Regions from separate parts of the Mus musculus genome. Here region 2 is linked to region 1. A link is a contact called in public HiChIP or PLAC-seq data. All regions are on one chromosome and are shown on one strand. Each heading gives the region's core, a stretch centred on a gene start, on an enhancer-like site or on the middle of the called end of the contact. The rest is flanking DNA. Distances are from core to core; before and after follow the strand shown. Region 1 overlaps Upf2 (UPF2 regulator of nonsense transcripts homolog (yeast)). Region 2 holds the start of Proser2 (proline and serine rich 2).

What was found. HiChIP or PLAC-seq counts read pairs in DNA pulled down with a chosen protein or histone mark.
Region 2: a contact with region 1 is called in an H3K4me3 HiChIP or PLAC-seq map of embryonic stem cells, with 39 read pairs. The contact joins the promoter of Proser2 here to the enhancer-like site in region 1. A contact is called at or near these places in 7 of 484 Hi-C or Micro-C datasets (Sertoli cells, cumulus cells, embryonic stem cells and 2 more), 11 of 115 datasets of contacts at active chromatin or transcription factors (bone marrow-derived macrophages, embryonic midbrain, embryonic stem cells and 3 more) and 4 of 9 other capture datasets (adipose tissue, embryonic stem cells, liver and 1 more).

What each region holds. Positions count from the first base shown.
Region 1 is chr2:6,054,891-6,062,328 of GRCm38.p6, forward strand. Upf2 (UPF2 regulator of nonsense transcripts homolog (yeast)) reads left to right here. Exons shown (of 22, transcript NM_001081132.1): 22 at 543-1,813. The coding sequence ends at 552. Among named protein-coding and RNA genes, the nearest start is that of Gm30136, 21 kb to the right of the region's middle. Within about 2 kb of position 4,626, at least 5 of the 459 cell types and tissues checked have an H3K27ac peak or open chromatin away from gene starts, as enhancers often do. A contact at or near this core is called in embryonic stem cells, where this site is marked.
Region 2 is chr2:6,126,005-6,133,442 of GRCm38.p6, forward strand. Proser2 (proline and serine rich 2) reads right to left here and starts at 4,181. Exons shown (of 4, transcript NM_144883.4): 1 at 4,038-4,181. Gm10857 (predicted gene 10857) reads left to right here and starts at 6,865. Exons shown (of 2, transcript NR_033470.1): 1 at 6,865-7,438. It also overlaps the pseudogene Gm13384.

The sequences.
Region 1 (7,438 bases), core at 3,376-5,875:
TTTGTCTTCACATAGTGTTCTTCCTGTACATGTCTGAGTACACGCTTTTTCTGTAAGAACAATCTCAGGTTGGGAGCTCAGCCTATCCCAGCATGGGTGTATCTTAATTGATTACATCTGCCAACAGCTGTTTCCAAATAAGATTTTAACCTGATGTTCTAAAGCATGTTGGACTTCACCATATTGGTGATACACAAGTCAGTGACTCACAAACCATGATTTCTTAGCATTTTAGAAATTAGCTGTAGAGGGCGCATGCCTATTATAACCCAGTGACGTGGGAGCAGAAGACAGGAGAACCAGTTCATGATTATCCTCCTCAGCTGCCTACGTAGTAAGTACAAAGCCAGGTTGGGCTGTGTCTGACCATATCAAAAGTGTGGGGGTGAAGATTAGCTGAAGAAAAGGTGTAGGAGCCATACCTCTACTGGAGAGCATATAGAATCTTCAAGAAGCACTAACTCTGCATGGTGGCTGCTGATGACTGACACTTTCCTGCCAGTGCGGTAAAGTTCCTAATGCCATCCCGTTTGTCCCTTTAGGAGACGTTGATCCAGCAGCACGTGTCATTTCATTAGGTCCTGTATCTGATGTTGTGGATAGTGGAGTCCTCCAGCAATTGAATGAGAGCAGCGGACACATCTCAGCATGTCGGTCTAGAGAGTTGCGAATCTAAACCTGGGACAGGCTGGGGCCATGAGGCAGAAACACCAGCCTCTGCCAACACCGGAACAAGCCGACGCTTCCAGACAAGGCAGAAAGGCCTTTTGTAATGGAAATCACGTGAGGGTTAATCTTCTCTTGAGAATGGCAGTCAAGAAATGAGAAGGTGCACTTGACTACTGAGCAGTTACACCAAGAAGAGCGTCCACGAGGTGACTGAGCCGGAGAAGAAACAGTTGAGATGGGAATGGTATGGGGGAAATGAACTTGAGTTTTAAACTTGATTTAAGTTACAGTGTCTCTGAATCGAACATCCCATGTTGGAAGAAGATACACTTGGGGGCTCCAGGACTACAGTAGAAAAGTATAGAGCAAGCAGTAAAATCTTCTAGTAAAAACATACATGCAGGACAACAAAATGATGAAAGAGATCCAAATGCCAGATAAGCCACCAGGAAAGGTGTTGTTAAGGAGTTTGTTTCAAGAGGAGCAAGGGATGAGGGAGAAAAACCTGTGTTAACCATCAGAGTCAGTGATGTAAAGTTGCCTATTAGAGTGAAAGAAACTGTGAAGACTGTTAATATGCAAAGCATTAATGCAGATGGTTTAGAAGGTCTGATACCAGCCTAAGAACGGGGATATAGTTGAGCCCATTGTAAGTATCATTGAAAACAAACGGTGCCAGTGAGCATGTCACAGAAGAACGAAGGACAGCAAGAAGCGGATCAGAGTATTTTGTTGACCTTCATGGGTTTACAGCCTCTGTGTCTAAACAAGATATGGAAACAAGTAGAGCTTTTACTTTGCTTTTGTTTTCGTTTCGTTTTGTTCCCCTTTCCCCACTAGAAATGAGGGTTCTTAGTCTGTTTCTGACAGTCTGTTAATTTATTAGGATAGGTGTCTTTCATTTGCTTTCCAGTAGGCATAGTGATTTAGTTAAAGAACACATCTGTATGCTACAACTTGATCACATCTTTTTTCTATTTTGCATCTTTCTTTTACCATGTTTCAGTTTCTGCATGTAGATTTCAATAAGAAACAAAACTTGTAAAGTTGTAACATTTCACATGGAAATGCTGCCCAATCTTCACCAGCTTCAGAAATCTGACCTTTGCCGATGCTGCAATAAAGTGTTGTAATTTGGATTTGGCATGATTTGTTTTATTTGGTTGGGAAACCTTTCAGTGGGTCAGTTAGTATCATCCAGGGTCATCTTCATGCTTTATTAAAAAATATTCTCTGCTAGATACGGTAGTACATGAGTGTGATCCCAGAACTCACTACTGAGGTAGAATCACAAATTGGAGGGCTAGCCTGAGCTATATAGTGACCCGAGGAAAAGGAAAAACAACAACAACAAACCAGAGTCTCCATAGCCTTGGCAGTATGTACTTATTCTGTGGACCTAAAACTCTTAGAGATCTGCCTCCCTCTGTCTCCCACGTGCTGGGACTGAGGGTGTGTGCCGCCATGCACAGAAGACATTGTCTCTAAAAACCAAGTAGTAGACTTCTTGTCGGATATGACCCATGTCCTGTGTTGCATTTCTTAAGACGTATCAATGAGACAAAGGGATGAACTTCGTCCCAATGTTCTAAGTTAGTCTTCCCCCTTCCCCACATGTGCCAAAGATAAACAGATGATCACAAACCCCGCTATCAGACTCATCTCTCCCTCCCTCCCTCCCTCCCTCGCTCCCTCCCTCCCTCTCTCAAAGATGCCCTTACATGCTGTGCCTTCACATAACAGCCATTGCAGAACTGACCCACTTAAAACCAAGCAACTGGCTGTCAGGGAGGCCACAGGCATGGTGGAAAGAACAAAGAAGGATAAGATATGTGGAGGAGGAGAAGGAAACAGAGGAAATACCTCCTGGAACCACAGGCCAAGGAGCCCAGTATCGGGGTTGGGGTTGTAACTCACTGTCAGGCCCTAGGTTTGAACCTCAGTACCATGATTAACAACCAAAGTTAGGGTTGCCATCAGCCCCCGTCCCTGCCATTACTACCAGTCCAATAAGCTAGTGATACCCTAGAAAATAAAGATGAGTGTGGAGAGAAGCATTCTTTCTGCAGATCAGGAATCATCCTGAGGTATCTTGTCACTCAGAGCTACTAATTGGGAATCTAATTTCTCAAGGTCAGTAATTGTGGGATTTGTATTTTAAACAGCAAATAATTTCACTATAGGGAATAAGTGCTAGAATGTTGAGAATACTTTACCAGTAGTAAAGAGAGGCCCCAGACTTTCTAACAACTCCAACTGTGCATAATACAGATAGATCTCTATGTGGAATGAGAAACTTCAGGGCAGAAATGGAGTTCAATGTGCCCTAGGTCCCCATTGGAAGTGATTTTAAAGTGTTTGCACTCTCAGGGGATGGAGAGGTAGCTCAGTTGTTAAGAGCATTGGCTTTTCTTCCAGAAGACCCCAGGTTCAAGTCTCGGCACCTACAGGGTGCTCAACAACTATCTGTGACTCCAATTCCAGGGCACCTGATAACCCCTGGCCTGTGTCAGTACTGGGTACCCAACCAGTATACAGATAGACATGCAAGCACTATATCCATATGCATAAAGGAAAAATACATTTTAAAAAAACTAAAGTCTTTACATTTTAGGGGTTAACTTTGCTTAAAGCAACGGCGATTATTATAAGGATAAAGCATGTTCAGGAATCCTTGGACATTAGACAAGTAAGTGCAAGCAGAAATATTCTCTGCTCTTCCCTGTTCATGCTCATGGTAGACTGCTCTTCTTACTGTGATTGTGTCGTTTAAAGGAATGATTTCTTCCAGTTCTGGAAGCTGCGTGTCCACAGCTTGCCAGCGATGGGTTCTCTGGAAGCCTGCCTTTATTTTGCAGAGGCTTCTTCACTGTGTTCTCAAAATGACCTTTTTATGTACAATCTCAATATCTCTCCCCTCTCCTCCCCTCTCCTCCCCTCTCCTCTCCTCCCCTCCCCTCTCCCCTCTCCCCTCTCCCCTCTCTCCCTCTCTCTCTCCTCCCTCTCTCCCCTCTCTCTCTCCTCTCTCCTCTCTCTCCTCTCCTCTCTCCTCTCCTCTCTCCTCTCCCTCTCCTCTCCCTCTCCTCTCCCCCTTTCTCTCTCCTCTCCTCTCTCCTCTCCTCTCCTCTCCTCTCCTCTCCTCTCCTCTCCTCTCCTCTCCTCTCTCTCTCTCCTCTCCTCTCCTCTCCTCTCTCTCTCCTCTCCTCTCTCTCTCCTCTCTCTCTCCTCTCTCTCTCCTCTCTCTCTCCTCTCTCCTCTCCTCTCCCTCTCCACTCCCTCTCCTCTCCCCCTTTCTCTCCCTCTCCTCTCCCTCTCCTCTCCCCCTTTCTCTCTCCTCTCTCTCCTCTCCTCTCCTCTCCTCTCCTCTCCTCTCCTCTCCTCTCCCCCTTTCTCTCTCTCTCCTCTCCTCTTCCTCTCCTCTCCCCCTCCCCCTCCCCCTCTCCTCTCCTTCTCTCCCTCTCCTCCTCTCCCTCTCCCCCTCCCCCTCCCCCCTCCCCCTCTCCCTCTCCTCCTCTCACACAGCCCAATCTATGGAACTGGTTTGTAACAAAAGATTGAGCCCGACATATCTTTAATCCCAGCACTCAAGAGGCAGAGACAAGCATAGCTCTGTGAATTTGAGGCCAGCCTGGTCTACAAAGCAAGTTCCAGGACAGCCAGGGCTGTTACTCAGAGAAACCCTGTCTCAAAAAGCCAAAAAATAAGTAGGTAGATAAAATCATCGTGAATTTCTGATCCTCCCAGACGCATACATCATCATGGTGCCATTCTGTCATCATTCTGGGTTTCTGCAGCACTGAGAATCTCATCCATTTTACATACACACTCTACCAGCTGAACCTCTTCCCCAGTCCTGTCTTTGCCAACAGTGCTCAAACATCTAAAGGGTTTGTTTTGATCTGAGACACTCCCTATAGCTCAGGCTGGCCTTGAACTCAAGGCACGTGCCATCACACCTAGCATTTCCATGTATAGAGACTAACTTAATGGACTGCACACAAGTGTAAACTATCCAAGGGACTCTGGCCAGGCTTGGCTAAAACAGCATCTGTAATCTGATCCCTGTGACTACCCAAAAAAGGATGCCTTCTACAATCTAACTAACTCAAAAATATAGCTAACTCAAAAATATAGATGCGAAGTTTCCCTAATAGTCTCGTTTCTAACTTTTGTTTTTTCTAGAATTCCCAAATGTTTTTCATAGCAACTCTAAACAACCTTTCATTGTGTATCGATGGGCCTGAGACAATCAGACCGGTGCTTTTGACTTTATGCTAATATAAAATACAGGTAATTTCAAGTTTTGTAAATTCTGTCATGTAAGATGTTTTTTATGTTCCGCTTCACATATGAGTTAGGTTATGCTGTCAGGCTGATGTTAAGATTCATGGATTTATACACATACTCAGAAAAAATGGGAAACAAGGCAAATATTTATTGAATTTGATCTAATATAGCAGGCAGTCTTCTGAGCAGTGGGGGTAGAGAGGAGGGGATTAAAGGGTGCTCCTGCCTACAAGGGATTGATTTGCTATCAAAGACACAGACAACGCAAGCAAGTGGAATGGCATGATGTTCTCCATTACAATGCTTGGGACAGCATTTGACCCATAGGAAGTTCATTTTGTGGTTGTAGCAGTTGCTCACTTCTGCGTGTGGTACCTCTTGCACTGGAATATCTAAACTGCCGGTTTAGCCTTGCTTATCCCTACTTCCCCTCAAGGTCAAGTTAAAAGCTCACTATGGTGTAGTTGTAAGCCGCCTGCTGCCTACATGAACCGGGTACTCCTGAAAGGTGGGCTGGGACGGAAAGAGACTAGACGGGGAGAGAAATAAAGACGCCAAGACAAAAGTACTCTGTTCAAGGCACCTTAAAGTTTACTTAGAGTCTAAGCTTATATAGGGGGTAGGCCCATCCTCACCCCCACCCCCCACCCCCACCCCCCCACCCCCCCACCCCCAGTCCATCCAGGCACCTGGATCCAGCCAGATGTGACAGAACAATAGAGCCATCTAGCTCGGAAGGCTCCACCCCAGGTGGTCTCACCTCAGTGGTGACAAGGTCTGTACCAGCCTGCTTCAGGCTGGGAGAAGCTACACTATGGTAGCACATGACTTCTCCCAGCACGTGGAAGGCTAAGGAAGAAGACTTGAGTCCCAGGCCAGCCTGGTATATCCAGCAAGATGGTCTCTGTCTCTCAATTTATTAAATAGCTTTATTTCAGGCACTACCTCTTTGTTTTGCTTTTTTTGATGTTTTTTGAAATGTTTCTTTGTATAGCCCTGGCTGTTCTGGAACTCTGTAGACCAAGCTGGCCTCTGCCTTTCTAGTGCTGGGATTGTGTGCCACCCACTGCCAGGCCAAGTACTACCACTTCTAGAAAACCTAGCCATTCTCTCTCTTCAGTTTAAGAGGGTAGCTTGCCTCCTTCCCGCCCACCCACTCGCCTATGCTGAGAAGACACAGCACAGCCCATGTGTAGGGAAATAAGATGAGAAATAAGCTGTCTGACTGATGCTCTCCCTCTTTGACTCTGGCTTTTGAGGAAATGTGCTCAATCCTAAAGAGTAGGTATGTCATGCCCGATCGCCTGCTGTCCTCCGTGGCTTGAAAGGGTGGTCTTCCCAGTTCCCAGGTTCCTCCAGCTTCCCGTCCAGTTTACCTTGACTAGTTGAGTTCAAAAATTTGGAAAATAGAAGCAGGTGCACACAGGTCTGTCCCTCCAGTTCACACTCAACGCTGGATGGTGGTGTGGCCATGATGACGTACAGTGTGCTGGCATCAGTGCTAGCAGAAGCGTCTTCATAGACTGTGAACAGCACTCTGGTGCCATGAACTGTGACAGTCAGGCCTCAGAACTAGAACTTGAGGGGAGTCCAAAGGCAAAAGAAATGTGTTCTGTGTTCAGGGGAGCAAAGGAAGAAGCAGGTTGCCAAGGTTACTCGAGGTATGGATTGAGTACCAGCTCCAACACTGTCCTCATAACTTCCGGGAGTTATTGGCCTCAAACCTTCAGCTTTCTCGCCTATAAAATGGGGGACACGTTAGGGTTGTGTGAGGAATAGGATGATGGGCTTGAGACCCATCACAGAGCCTGAGAGACATCAGTATGAGCAGGTGTACCTTCTCCTCTGAGCCTGTGCTTGATATGACGCATGCAGAGTGAGCCTTGATGGTCTCATAAACCAAATATACAGATTCAGGTTTAGACCTGGCAGCCAGAGACGCCTGGGCAGATCCAACCAGCAACTATTCGTCGTAGTTCATAGGAAGCGATGCAAGCAGCAACTACATCCTTTGGATGAAGCTAAGCTGGCCATGCTCTGATTCCTTGTCAACTGAAGAAACAGTGTTCCCATTTCCTCAGAGATCTGCAGACATAAACCTTTTTCTTTTTCTTTTTCTTTTTCTTTTTCTTTTTCTTTTTCTTTTTCTTTTTCTTTTTCTTTTTCCTCTTCTTTTTCCTCTTCTTTTTCTCTTTCTCTTTCTTTCTCTCTCTCTCTCTCTCTCTCTCTCTCTCTTTCTCTCTCTCTTTCTCTCTCTCTTTCTCTTTTTCTTTTTCCTTTTCTTTTTCTGTGCACATCTTCACTACCCAATAACGGAGGCTGATAGTTACATGAATATTATGGAGAAATATGTAATGTTGTCCAGTTTACGATTTCCATATTTACAAAGGTCCTGGCACTTTTTTTTCCTGAGCTCTCCAAAGTACCAGGCAAGAATGGTCTGTTGTGGGGCTAGACAGCTCAGCAGGTAATGGCATTTGTT
Region 2 (7,438 bases), core at 2,931-5,430, 71 kb after region 1:
GTGTGGCCCGGCTGCAGGAAGTAGGTCGCAGGGGCAGGTTCTTGTGGGTATCTTGTCCCAGGGCCCTTCCTACTCTCCATTTTTTCTTTCCTTCTCTGCTTCCTGTCCACCTCCAGCAGACTCTGCTGCCATGATATTCTGCTCATGTGCACTGGCACCAAATTAAACTTGGCACCTCTGAGTTGTTCTCTTAGGTGTCTGGCTCACAGGAATGCAAAAGGAACGAAGGAGAGAACTTCTCTAATGACGTAGAGAAAGATGGCTGAACAGCTGTCAAAATACTCGCAGAGCAAGCCTGCTGACCCAAGTGCAATCCTCAGAGCTCACAGTGAGAGAAAAGAACTGACTCCCCAAATTGCCCTTTGACCTCTGCATGTTCATCATGACAATGAATACACCTTTCTCCCACACAAATAAATAAAGCAAAATAAAAACAATAAATAATGATGTATTCAGCAGCCTTCTCCTCAGCTGCAGAGGACACGCTCCAAGAACCTCAACAAATGCACGTTACAGAGCAGCACACTGAACCCCATAGGAAACGTTTTTCCTGTGTACGCATATATTCAATGATAGAATTCAACTTATAAATAAATTCGGCGCAGTAAGAGATCATTAACGACAGAGTGATTAAAACAATATGCTGAAATAACAGCCACATGACTGTGCCCCCTCTCGGTACTCAGGTAATATTGTCAAGCTGTGGTTGACCAGGAGCAAACAAACTGGGGATGAGGACTGGGAAGAAATCACAGTTAGAAAAGTGCCCGCCAGGCATCCTCGGAAAAGCTGGCCACATTGGTACACATCTCTAACCACAGCATGAAGGGCTGGGGGAGGAAGACACAGGAGGCTATCTGGAGCTCAGTGGGCAAGCCAGCCTAGCTCCAGGTCCAAAGGGAAAGAGAGGGACACAGTCTGAAGCAATAACAAGAGAAAGAAAAGAAAATGATTGAGGAAGACACTAGACACCGCCCCCCCCCACCTCTTATGTGTATATACTCCCCATCTCTCTCTCTCTCACACACACACACACACACATGCGCATGCTCACACGTCGCGTCCTGCCAGTTAGCACACTTCTCAACACTGTTAGTCATTAGCAACTGCAAATCAAACTCACAAGGAGATACGACTTCTTACCACTAGGATGACCTCAACAAGCAACACGGGGTCTACACATGTGATGGAACACAGTGTATTCAAAAAAAGGGGGCGGGGATAAAGGACCAATATGCTGCTGACAAATCTTGAAACTGCAGAGGCCAAATACTTTACAATTCCATCTGTATGAGAATAGGCAAACCAAGAAACAGAAAGCAGGTTAGTGGCCACCAGGGGCCACTAATGAATGGGTATTCATTCCCCTGGGGGGAAGGGAGACTGTTTAATGGGGAGGGGTGATGGAAAAGTTCTAGAATCAGACAGGTGTGATGGCTACACACCACTATTAATATACTCAGTGTCGCACTTTAGTAGACTTTAAGATGTATATACTTTATATTTTACTATATTAAAAATGATAACTGAACAGGTGAAATGGTTCAGTGGGTGGAGGTGCTTGCCACCAAATGTGACAACCTGAGTTCTACACCAGAGGCTCACGTGGTGGAAAAAGAGAACCCATCCATGTAAATTGTCCTTTGACCTCTACATGGGCACTGTGGCACATGCACATATATGTGCACACATGCACACACACAAATAAATGTAATAGACTCTTTTTTCTTAATGAGAATCATTTCAGCACTTGGGAGGTAGAGATAGGTGGACTGGAAGTTCAAGGTGATCCTCTGCCAGGCATCAAGTTCAAGAGCAGCATCAGCTAAAATCTGACAGGCAGGAGAGAGTGATGAATGAGAATCGGGTTTTCCGGCACCAAGGTATCTAGTATGGTGATAGGCATTCAAAAAGACCTACCAGATTCTGCTCCAGAAACATAGGCTGTTAGGCTGCACAGACCGTGAGTACAACACTATCTTTCGTTAAATTCTCTCAAATTTCAAGATTGATGCTGTAACCCTGGGAGGAAGCAAGGGCTTTACTGAGAGGAGAAACTTCACTGTGGTTCATACAGACAAGCCATTATCAGGGATGCCACTATACAAAGAGAAGGCCATCTCAGCATGCTCAAGAGGCCTTCAGAGACTGGACAGGGAGCCATCTCTGTTGGACACCCATGAGGAAGCCACCACTGAACCCCCAAGAAGAAACAAATGCTGCCCTTGACCGTCAAAGCACTCAAGTTCTGTGATGCTGCTAGGATTGCTAGGATTCCCCTGGCACCTACAAATGGCCCCGAGGCCGCTGGCATCCATCCCATAACAGCTCAGAGAAGATACACTCCAACTTTTTGTTCCAGAGGATTTCCTGTGCTGGGCTCTGCTCCACCCAGAGCGTCCACGTCCTCCCTTCAGGTTTCAAGGCTGTCCTCTGCCTCTATCAGTTACCTGAGCTGATCTTCAGATCAACATAAGGTGCCAACTGTAGGCTCCTGAGGTGTCTCAGAACCTTGGAGCCGAGGCCAGGTGTCTCATCAGCCACTGGCGAAGGCAGGATTACCAGATCTGGTTTAATCAGTTTGGACCATATGGCTCTTATCTAGAAATTCTGCATGTGCATTCGCAAGTCAGGGCTCAGAACACTGAAGCTGGTGAAAGAGACCACAAATGTAAGGATGAAGGAACTGAGGGCCACACCACGCCTGCATTAAAACAGGCCAATCCCTCTTCAACGAAGTGCCACGGGGCTCTTCAGTTTCAAAAAACACAGCCCATCTTTATAACTGCCACTTATTCTAATTTCAAATTTCTGTTTTCTGTGAGAGGAGAAAAATGCTTTTAAATTATCAGGATCCAAAATTTTCCAGTGAGAAGCTCACTGGAGTCACTGTTAAAAGGAACCAGTCACCGAGAAAAAGGCTATTACTGGTCTGGGCAAGAAAATACAGAAGATTCCATACATACGCTGTCAAGCCTGGCAAGAAAGATCGTAGCCCGACTTCCACCCTTCCCACCCAGCCCCAAGTAAATAGGGCATTTGTTTGTATTTCCACATTGGCCGCACCATTGGCCGCACCAACGAAAGTACCTCCTCCACCTAGGAAAACAATCTGGAACATTCAGGCATGGAATATGAGGGCAAAGTTTTAGTACACACTGGAGCACCTCACAGAAAATTATTTTTCCTAAGAGTCTGTCCTTCAAGCACTTCCCAGAGTTTACACTTAATACCTGGTTTGGTATTTCTAGATCGTTCTAGGACAAAGCTTCTTGTTGTTATCTATTAAAACTGGAGCCAGAGGGAATCTTCCCACAGCGGGACTCGAAAGTTTTACTCTTTAGGGGGACACACACACACAAACCCCTCTTCATTGTCTCCTTTGCACCAAATAGGTTCAGGCAGAGTTGTCCTGTGGTTAGGTGCCTAGAGGGGGTTAGTTACTTAAATTTAGAATCCGTAAAACAAAAGTTGAGAAACTTTCCGTCTCAGGGAAACGCTGCAGTTTATTTGACTGCCTTTTGTTAAGCCCTGTCTCATTAGCCACATATTCGGTCTTTCTAACCCTACCGTCCCAGGTCTCCCGGCAGACCCACACAAACATCCCCGCGCGATTCAGTTACCTGCGGGGAACCGGCGGGGGCATGGAAAACCTGCCGAAGGATTCGCTCAGGATACTGGTTTAACAGGTGGCTCTGGCCATCTCCGGGTTTCAGCCTCGCAAAGGACACGGTCCTCACGCGCAGTCCGCTCCAGGAAAGGTAAGGGACCAAAGACTCAACTCAGACAACACGCCACGAGCCACTCTCGCTCTCGGGAAAACCCCTAGGTGAAAAGCCACACGTCGCGATCCCCGAAGCCCCAGGATGGAGGCCAACCGGTGGCACTGACCTCGGCGACGACAGAGCCCCAGCTGCGCGCAAAGGGCTTCCCCAGTTACCAAGACCCGGACCGGGAGCCCTGGATGATCCCGACAGCTGCTGCCGCTCCCGGTGTCCCGCGCTTGGCCTGGCCTCGCTCAGTAGGGCGGAACTCACCGAGCCAAGTCCCCTCCGCGGGTCGCAGGTGTCCACGCCGACTGAGACCCTCGGGGCTCACGCCGTCCTCCGGCCAGCAAGTCGTGCACGCACGCACGCCGATCGTCCCGGGCTGCCTGGAGCGCGCTCCCCAGGGCGTCCAGCACCTCCCCGCCGCGCGCTCTCGGCGGCCGTGCGCGCTCCGCCGCCCAGCGCTCTGCACCTCTGCCGCGCGTTCCTGGCGGCCGGACTCCAGTCGGCCAGAGGTAGTCTGCGCGTCCCCGCGATACTTAAAGGGCCAGCGCCCAAAGCCCTTGGCTGTGCCTGTCAGGCCTTCTCGGTCTACTTGTGAGACTGAATTGAGCATGAGCAATCGTAATACCAATGTGCTTTTGAAGTCCTGAATAAGAAGGGACTTCTCCAGCAACTCCACCACTAACTTTGAGAGTTTCGTTGTTGTTGTTGTTGTTGTTTTAAAGTAGAATTTCATTATGTAGGATGGCTTCAAGTTCATGATCCTCCTGCCTCAGCCTCCTGACTTCTGAGATTACAGGCATCCAACAACAATATCCTGAAGAGATTATTTTCATTTAATAATAATGACTGTTATTTATGAAATACGTATACTTTCAAACAAGACACATAACATACATTATTTTGTTTAATTCATTTAGACAATGTTTGTGGGGTCGTGGGGTTAAGTCTTTCTTTGTTTTTGTTTTTTTGAAAAGGGATCTCATTATGTAGCCTTGGCTGGCCTGGAGCTCACTATGTAGACTAGGCTGGCCTCCAATTCAGAGAGAGCCAATGCAGGCTGAGATTAAAGGCGTGTGCCACCACGCCAAGCTCTATTCATGTTTAATGAACTTGTAAGCATTGTCCATATGTGAGTTACTTATGTGATGTTCCCATATGTGTGCACACTGAACAGGGTTTTTAGCAGAGTAAACATGGCCAGCTCCTTAAATATTTATCATTTGCTTGTCATGAAAAATGTCAAAATCCTTCTTGCTTTTTTTTGAGGATTTTGTTTCTTTTGGTTCATTCATTCATTCATTCATCCACTCATCCATTCCTTCATTCGTGTGTGTGTGTGTGTGAGAGAGAGAGAGAGAGAGAGAGAGAGAGAGAGATGCTTCAAAAAGTGAAGGTCAGCCGACAGCCTTCAGGAGCTGGTCCTCTCTTGCCCTCACGAGGGTCAGAGTTCAGGGCTCAGGGCAAGTGCCTCAATCCAATGAGCCATTTTCTTGGCCAGCCAGGTCCTTTGACTTCTTATGGTTATTTTACAGAGAGGGATTTTTGAGGTCGACGAGGCTGAAGAAAGGCCCCGGTTTTGATCCTGTTGATTGTTGGGATATCTTTACCACCGGGGGGAACATTTCTGAGTAGCTAATAGTAATAGCTCATTGTTGTGGCAGCCTTTCCCAACCGGGCAGAAGCTAATGTTCTCAGCGAGAAAGCCAGGGCCATGGATTTTATTCACTGTAATGCTTGGTGTGGCTCGAATGACAACCTGTACCCCCTAAATGTTTGCATTTTCCCCATTTAATGGAAAGCGAAGGAAGTGGCTGGCCACACAAATGACTGGGTTACAGGCAGCTGACAGGGCTGAGCCCAATTCCTCAGTCCTGAGATCATACCTTGGTCTTCCCCAGGAAGAAGAAGTACCTGATTAAAGGGAAGAAAACTTTTTCTCTAATAACACACTGGCCTCGCCTAACTCCCTGCATCTTTAATTAATGTTTACAAAGCACTTTAATCTACATGCTAGTTAATTAGGCAAGCATTATTATTTTTTTTATTTTTACACAGAAGGCTTCCCCATCCTTTCCCTATCACCTCCCCACCCCCATAATTCCAAGCACTAAGCTGGAGGCAGGCAAGGGTTCAAGCGCAGGGTCTCCAGCCTGCATAGGGTCCTCCAGCTCTCCCATCCACTGAGAGTCAATGTGAGCCTGTTCTATAAAAACAGAAGCAGTCCAGCCACACCTGCTTGTAGCTATAAGCAAAACCCTGCAACTGGAAGTAGGCCCTGCTGATCAGAACAGTAAACTGGTCACGTGGCTCCCCAGTGTGGTGCAGGGCGCAGTGAACACAGGAACTGGTCCAAGAGGAGCCATTTTCCAAAAACACTTCCGGTTGGCCAGGTCTTGGTCCACTAATTTCAGACATGACTCTGGTCACCGTTCACTGACATAAGAAGGTGTCCAGCTTGGGCTGGGAGGCAGAATTCACAGTCTTTATTCTCACTTTCTGTTTACTCTTGGCCTTGGACTTAACAGGCACTGGTCGGATAATGGCTGTGTCCCTAGGCTGGATGAATTTTGTTCGTCCTCCAAGCCCATCGAAGCATATTCTTACCACATCTGTGCTGCAACGGGATTCTGCTGTGGTCCTGTTGGGCTGTTTCTGACCCAGGACAGCATTCTAGATGAAGAGAGGTGTCTTAGTCAGGGTTTCTATTCCTGCACAAACATCATGACCAAGAAGCAAGTTGGGGAGGAAAGGGTTTATTCAGCTTACACTTCCATACTGCTGTTCATCACCAAGGAAGTCAGGACTGGAACTCAAGCAGGTCAGGAAGCAGGAGCTGATGCAGAGGCCATGGAGGGATGTTCTTTACTGGCTTGCTTCCCCTGCCTTGCTCAGCCTGCTCTCTTATAGAACCCAAGACTACCAGCCCAGAGATGGTCCCACCCACAAGGGGCCTTTCCCCCTTGATCACTAATTGAGAAAATGCCTTACAGTTGGATCTCATGGAGGCATTTCCTCAACTGAAGCTCCTTTCTCTGTGATAACTCCAGCTGTGTCAAGTTGACACAAAACTAGCCAGTAAAAGAGGGAAGGCACCAGCCAGTCTTCATCTGGCTCTCCTACACATCGCTGGCCACCCAGTGAGAGCTGGGACTCCAGCTTGGAGACTTTGCGCTCCTTCTTGGGGACGTCCTGCACGGGAGAGCATGCCCTCTCCAGGCACAGCTTCTTGGGGAGGCGATGCTGGGCGCCGGAGATCTGGGCTGAGGGGTATTTACATCAAAGGTAACATTCACTGAAGGGTGGCTGGTGAAGCCTCGGGTTCATCATCTCCACAGGGGCTGGGCTCTCAAAAACCAGGCGGCTGACCGGCTCATTGGTCTCCGGAGGCAGGCTCAAGGTTTCCTGGAGGATCATCGGCTTCTTTCTTAGGCTGGCGATCTCCTTGTCAGCACTTTGTAAGTCCTTCTGGGCTGACCTCAGTTCTAACTTGGCCTGATCCAGCTCAGTGTTGAGAGTCTTCAACTTGCTCCTAGAGAACACCAAATCCTTTTTCAACCTGTCAGCCAGCTCCCCTGAGGCCTTCCAAGCTTCCTTCAGATTCTCATACTCTTTCTTGAGGGACGCGCAGTACACAGCCAGCTGCTCTACCGCTGACTGTCCCACAC